Linked DNA regions of Drosophila melanogaster: region 2 is linked to region 1. A link is a contact called in public Hi-C data. All regions are on one chromosome and are shown on one strand. Each heading gives the region's core, a stretch centred on a gene start, on an enhancer-like site or on the middle of the called end of the contact. The rest is flanking DNA. Distances are from core to core; before and after follow the strand shown. Region 1 holds the start of Epg5 (ectopic P-granules autophagy protein 5). Region 2 holds the start of Pi3K92E (Phosphatidylinositol 3-kinase 92E).

What was found. A called contact is a pair of places that touch in the nucleus more often than the background predicts.
Region 2: a contact with region 1 is called in a Hi-C map of the Kc167 cell line, with 2.4 times the contacts expected there. The contact joins the promoter of Pi3K92E here to the promoter of Epg5 in region 1. A contact is called at or near these places in 20 of 107 Hi-C or Micro-C datasets (the D17-c3 cell line, the Kc167 cell line, the OSC cell line and 8 more).

The regions. Positions count from the first base shown.
Region 1 is chr3R:18,756,988-18,760,165 of dm6, forward strand. It overlaps Epg5 (ectopic P-granules autophagy protein 5), which reads right to left and starts at 1,886. Exons shown (of 15, transcript NM_142495.4): 1 at 1,754-1,886; 2 at 981-1,705; 3 at 641-926; 4 at 118-578; 5 at 1-59. The coding sequence starts at 1,783. CG7720 reads right to left here. Exons shown (of 11, transcript NM_142496.4): 10 at 3,069-3,178; 11 at 2,249-2,955. The coding sequence ends at 2,481.
Region 2 is chr3R:20,632,954-20,636,185 of dm6, forward strand. It overlaps Pi3K92E (Phosphatidylinositol 3-kinase 92E), which reads right to left and starts at 1,779. Exons shown (of 8, transcript NM_169910.2): 1 at 1,666-1,779; 2 at 1-760. The coding sequence starts at 569. It overlaps Lrrk (Leucine-rich repeat kinase), which reads left to right and starts at 2,527. Exons shown (of 12, transcript NM_001275843.1): 1 at 2,527-2,703; 2 at 2,863-3,135. The coding sequence starts at 2,685.

The DNA.
Region 1 (3,178 bases), core at 636-3,135:
TGATCATATCCGGTTCGATAATGTAGTCGTCTAGAAATTTTTCAATGCGCAGGGCCGAGCTAAGGATTAGATTTTTTAGAACCTAATCAAATTACACATGCAGACAATCGAACTCACGTAAAGATCTTCTCGAAAGGCATCTGGTTGAGCAGGGCGACCAGGTCACTTTCCTTCAGACCTACGCATTCGCCGGCGGGTGTGTGCGAGTCCTCGCCATCGGAATCCACCACTATCCAGCGATCAGTGGCTCCCGGCGTATCGGAAAGTTCGCGGTGAGCTTGAGCCTGACTCTTGAGATATTCGTTTCGTTTTTTCACGGGCATCAGCAAAATCTGCAGCACAGCCATGCAGTGGTTAAGTTCGGGCGAGTTTAGGTCAAGTGGCAGTTCGTTCTGTTGGGAACCACGGCGCACTGCTCGCGTTCCCGGCAGTTGCAGGAATTGGGCAGCCCAGGAGCCGACTCCATTGGGACAGCGCAGGATGTTAAATAGAAGGAACCAGTGATCCTCTCTCGTTGCCAGCAACAATTGCAGAGCAATCAGCTTGCGCAGCCATTCCTTGAGGTCTTTGTCGAAATTCTGAGAGGGTAAAAAGATATTAGATATGTTCTCTCACTCTTAACTTTAAAGTATTGATTTACTGCATTTGGACTGGGTCTGCGAACGAAGCTGAAAAGTATGGATATAGCTCGCCTTAGTTGGGAAACGCACTGCAGTGCCTCTCCAGATTGTGTGTGATGTAATGAAACCACCGAATGGCCATCCAAATTGGGATAGGTCAGCAGATCATTGATGATTTGGTCAACCTTTACTTTGGTTATCTTGGCTGTAATCGAGTTATTCGTATACGCGTGGCACACCAGGTCATATAGGCCAGTTAAAGACGTCTTGGCCACTTCTAGTTTAATGGGATCCACCTGTATCACACTGGAAAAGACATTTCGGTAAGCAATTCCATGATGGAGGTAAGACTTGACTCACTCGTAGGTGACGCATTCCTGGACCACATTGCCATCGCCGCAGGTTCCACTGAAAGTGCGTGTAACTGGCTGTCGGACCCAGATTTGTTTTTGGGACTCGGCGCAGCCCTTGCGCAGCTTCTCTACATCGTGCAGATTGGAGGTGATCTTTCCCTGCAGTTCATAGTATTCCATAACAGCCGCATACAGGGGATCCGCCTCGCTGGTCTCCAGCAATGAGTTCATTAGAAACTCCAACTCAAATTGCTTGGCCAGCTCCAGCTCGGGACAATCGTAAATTTGCCGCAGTTCCTCCGTGCTCAATAGCTTAATGTGACTCCTGGCTAGCGCGAAACCGGTGGGCGACTCCGCCTGTCGGTACACGATCTTAGCGGAATGCTCCTCCACTTGGGCGTTGGACAGCTGCATGGGCTGCAGGTTGGGATACTGAACGACGTGAACGGTCGTCGAGGGCGGGGCACTTGGAGCACTGGGTTGGGCCTCCGTTTCTGTGGGTTCCTGTGTTCCTTCTGGCTCTTGCGACGTTACTCCTACATCGCTGGAAATGCAGCACTCGTGGCTTATGATTGCCTCGCCACTGGAACTGCTGGCCAAGGTCGCAACGCGCTCGAATTCCTCCAACAGAGACACATTCTCCGCTGGTCTTTGTTCTTCACTTGTTGATAACTCAGCAGGTTCCTCTTCCTCTTTTTCGATCGGCACTCTGTTGCGAGACTTTTTGCTCTTCTGCAATTTCATTATTAGGTTCGTTACTTTTTACTGCCCACGACTCACCTCCTTTTTGGGCTTCTCCAACGTGGCCATGTTGTACGTTTGATTGCTTAGGGATCAGACTTTTTGCGTTTTATTTTCGCATTCTTTGGGGGGCCGCAAAAACGCCAAACAAAAAGACCCATAAATATAATAGTGATGGGAGAAACCGGAGAACAGCTGGGAGCAGTCACGATGGCTCACGAGTAAATAAAGCTGCTTTAAAATTCATGTTTATGTCAAATACAATGCTTGGTAAAATACCTAAACAGCTTATTTTATATTTTTATATTCATGCTTATACTTTGGATATCTAATTACAAATCCACTTCATTCCCCGCTTAACTTACGTCACGTAACAGTCGTGACTCACGCTGCACTCTCGTTGCCCTGGTCATCGCAGTTATCGATAGACCAATTTGATGGGCAGCACTGGCCAAGTTTAGAAAGTTTCAGCGCGCGAAAAGTAAAAATTGACGTTAGAAATGTAATTCTTTGTGTTTGTTTTTTATAAAAAATACGTTTATTTGTCTTTATTTATTGCATGCTGACACGCACACACATATGCGTTAAGTACATGCGAATGAAATGCGCGAGCAATTGCTCAACAACAGTCGCGCACAGAAAATCACAGCATCTTTATAGACATGAAACACTTGGCTAACTAACTTGCTCTATTCTACGGCTTAGCTTACGTACTACGGACTAAGTTTTAGGGTCAGACTATCTACGTATGCAACATAGTTAACCCTCAGAGCGCAGATCGCCCGGCCAGTTGGCGATACACTCCCGTTTCGCCCTCGCCCGGCACAATGTCCAATTGGATCCTACTGCTGTCGCATATCGACTGCTGATCCCCTGCTGATCCCGTTCCCTCGGAGGTGGTGAATACCACGGCGATGGGACTGCTCTTCTCCTTGTCCTCCGGCGAGGACTCGTAGCCGTGATTCACCTTCTCCGCCTTGCATGTGGTTGTCGTGGCCGAGGAGTCACTGCTGCTCCGCCCATTCAGTCCGGACTCCTCCTCGTGCTTCACGTAGTACGGCTTTCGGCCGGAGAAACGCTCGCACAGCCGAAAGATCAACGGATGCAGCAGCTTGCCGTCGTAGGCGTCATCCGGATGCTGAGTCAGCAAGCTGATCACTGTGCCAATGATCACGGTCAGTGCCGTGCCAATTAAACTGTAGTACATGAAGCTGATCGAGTAGAAGGTCTCCAGTCCGGATCTGCATTGGAATTAAGCGTACATTAATATCAGGATAACAAAGTTCTAGTGCACATTTTCACCAGGTGACGTACTATCTTACGCAATACTTTTAGAATAATTAAATTATCTCACCTTTCAGGTGCAATTGTGGGCTGTGTGGGCACAAAGCTCTGGTTGAAACCATCAATAGGCGTGTGCGACAACAGCCAGGGCATCTGTCCCTGTTCCACGATGGGCTTGCC
Region 2 (3,232 bases), core at 529-3,028, 1.9 Mb after region 1:
AGTCTCTGCTGCCAGGTGTAGGCGGAGCGCTCCAGTTCGATGTTGTCGCAAGTTTGGGTCATATACAGCCGGAAGTCGTCAATCTCGGGCGAGCCGTGCGTTCGATTATGATCGAAGGTGGTGCCGATCATTCCGTTAACCATCTTGGTCAGCTCGTAGTCGCTGCTAAAGCTCGTTGTGTCGGTGCGCTCGCCGAGGCTGAGGATGCCGAAGTACGGCTGGACCTCACTGAGTCGCTTCGTTTCGTCGGTGTAAGGTTCGATGTTGAAGGTCGAGATGCCGTACACCTGGTACTCGCAGGCCTCTTTGATCACATAGCCCAGTGGCATCTGTTTGGCCTGGTTGACCATCTCCACCTTGATTACCTGGATGGTGTTGGCCGGATTGACCCTGAGCTCCAGCAGGAATCCATTGGGCAACAGGCAGATTAGGTCCACCCAGTTCAGCATCTCGTTTTTCCACAGGTTAACCGAAAAGCGCATGCAGGGCGGCTCCGCTTCTTCCGGCGGTGTCTCATACTTGGGCTGGTGGGCCACGTAGGCCAACGCCCGGTTGTCCATCATGTTCATGACTATTTGATCTTCAAGTTCGGATTTTGGATCTGGTGCCTCGGATCTTGAGGATCACCAGCTCCTCCTAATTAGACTTTTCAATGGCCTCTTTCAGGCTACGGAGGCTAGTTGTCCCGCATTTCGCTGGTTACCTTATCAACAGATTGTTGTTTTCAAAGTTTTCCATTTAAATCAGCACGCCAATCTCTCTGCGAATAAATAAGAAGGTGGCGCCGGGTTACTTGAAAGAAAACATATGGCGATATATGTACCGATAATTGTTTTGGTGTCGAATTACGGAAATTACTAAAAATCAACCGCCCACCCGTTGATAAGAAGGCGACCCCTTCCCTTGGCTTTGCCCTCGAGATGATCAGAGATCTGGATAACATCCATTGATGCACTGTAAAACTGAGTTGGTTCTAACCGCCCTTTACCACATGGGATAAAATAGAAAAGCAGCCTCTAAAATCGTCGGTTCTTGTTAATTAAAACAAAAACGCTGACTTTTATTTAGTATGAATCACACAGTCATAAGTTGTTGGCTGGGGGTGGGAGGGGTCAACTTGAAAACAAAAACAAGAATTCAGGGTCAGCCAAGGCGACCTATGAATGCCCTTACGTGTTTTTTTTTGCAATTTTAGGCAGTTGAATGACTGAAGTAAGCAGGATTTATAACGAATTCGATATGGCCGTTGAAAGAAAAGTTTCCATAATGAAAATCTAAGCCATTAAGGCATATTTCAGAGCCAAATGTTCAAATTCCGTGACCGAACGGGTGGAGTTGATACCGCGGAAAGGGTATAAAAAAGTTACGCGGCACCGATGTCTCATCTCTAAGTCGCGATGCCACAAAAATGGAAATTGCAGACAGTCAGAAAAGTCTTGAAAAGCACACGGATTGGCAAGTTTTCATCGAAGTTTCACTTGCATTGTGGCGCAGCTCGTTTGTTTTTGTTTTTTGCTTCCATTTTGGCCAGCCCTCGCCTTTATAGCGATTTTTTTTTGGGTGTGAGCTGCGCAGTTTACGCTGCTCCTTACTTGATTCTCTGCACCGGCACCTTCAGTTGGCCTCTGTCGGCCATTCCGCGGTATTGTTATTTTTCAAACGCACCGTGCAATCGGCTCAAATTTGTGTTCGATTAAGGAATATTAAATTGTTTTTATTTGTATTGTTGAGATCGTGCTGTTAAGCGTCTGTTAACGAACACAGGGTGACTCCTGTTGAACACAGGGCGTTCTAGGCTGGCGCTGGTTAATATCGATAGTGTTTCATTCGATTGTTATATCGATATAGGTTACAGTTGGCATCAGTATTTATAAAATATACACAAATACACGGTGCTAATAAATTCTTGTTCGTAAACAGTCATAACAGGAAATTGCATGTTAAAAAAAAAATAAATAAAAATAATTAACAGTTCCTAAGAATCAAATTCTTTTAGATAAAATCATAGCATACAAAATAAAATTCAACAAAAAGTAACAGTCGATAGTGATTCACTGCTTAACTGATTTAAATAATATCGATATTACTGTTGTTGAGTTGACAAGCAGTGCAAAGTAACAGAAACGATGACCACCTTATCGCGTTTTGGTATTTATATATGTATGCTATCAGAAATGAGATATTTCAGCATCAGTTGGGATTTCAAATATTTCACTTGGGAACAAATTTTTAGATGTGTATGAATAAAAATAATAAATGCGTCTTCCAAATACTTGTTCGGCCTTGTTAAATTAATTTTAATTTATAAATTTAAGCCAATGGACATAAAAATCAATGATTTTGGGTAGATTATGATTTAGTTATTAAGCTGGCTTTAATCTTTGGAGAAAAGTACGAAGCCCCCTGCGTGCGACACTGATTAACAGCATTCACTTGCGATATTTCGGTCACACAGAGCGCTTAACAGCATATCGTGCCAAAATGAGGAGATATATTCTAAAACAGTAAGAGGTTACACTGTTTGTTGACAAAAAGGTAAACAAAGTGAAAATTTCGCAAAATGTGCAAAATAATTAAGTAAGGGTCAGTAAAAGGTGCTACTGGTTAATCGGACCATAACAACTACCCATTTAACACATACCATGCATGACTTGGATATCTCGTGAAGTACACAAACCAAAACAATGAGCGACTCCGACGAAGGTGAGATAACACAACTTTTAGTGAAATTATGCACAATATGCTAGTTTTGCGCAAATTTAGTCAGAGTGCAAATGAGCATTATACGCTTGACTATGCAAATTACCTAAGTGGTGCAATTAAAACTTCAACCAGTTGTTATTGGTTTTTCAACAACACCAGCAAGGGCACAGGGTGACATTGGTGCAATGGAAGTGGGCGCGCAAAAACTTTTTTCAAACAGCCACCCCCCACAGAAGCAACTGGTGCAACCACTGGACCATCCGACACCCACGAAGAGACAAATCAAAACAAATGCCACGCACTCACCCAATGCCACATTCTTGAACAAGTGCAACAGTTGCCGCGCTTCTTGGGCTCCGACTTGCGCAGTGCGACATAAAACGGCCTGGATCAATGACCACAAAAACGTGGCCATCGATTTTCCGCAGTTCAGTTTTTGCTAGCGGCGCGTTCGGTCATCATACCGATGCCAATTAATTTTTGGGGCTTATTCGCACCGATTTGGGTTACATAATGTCATGGAAATTCA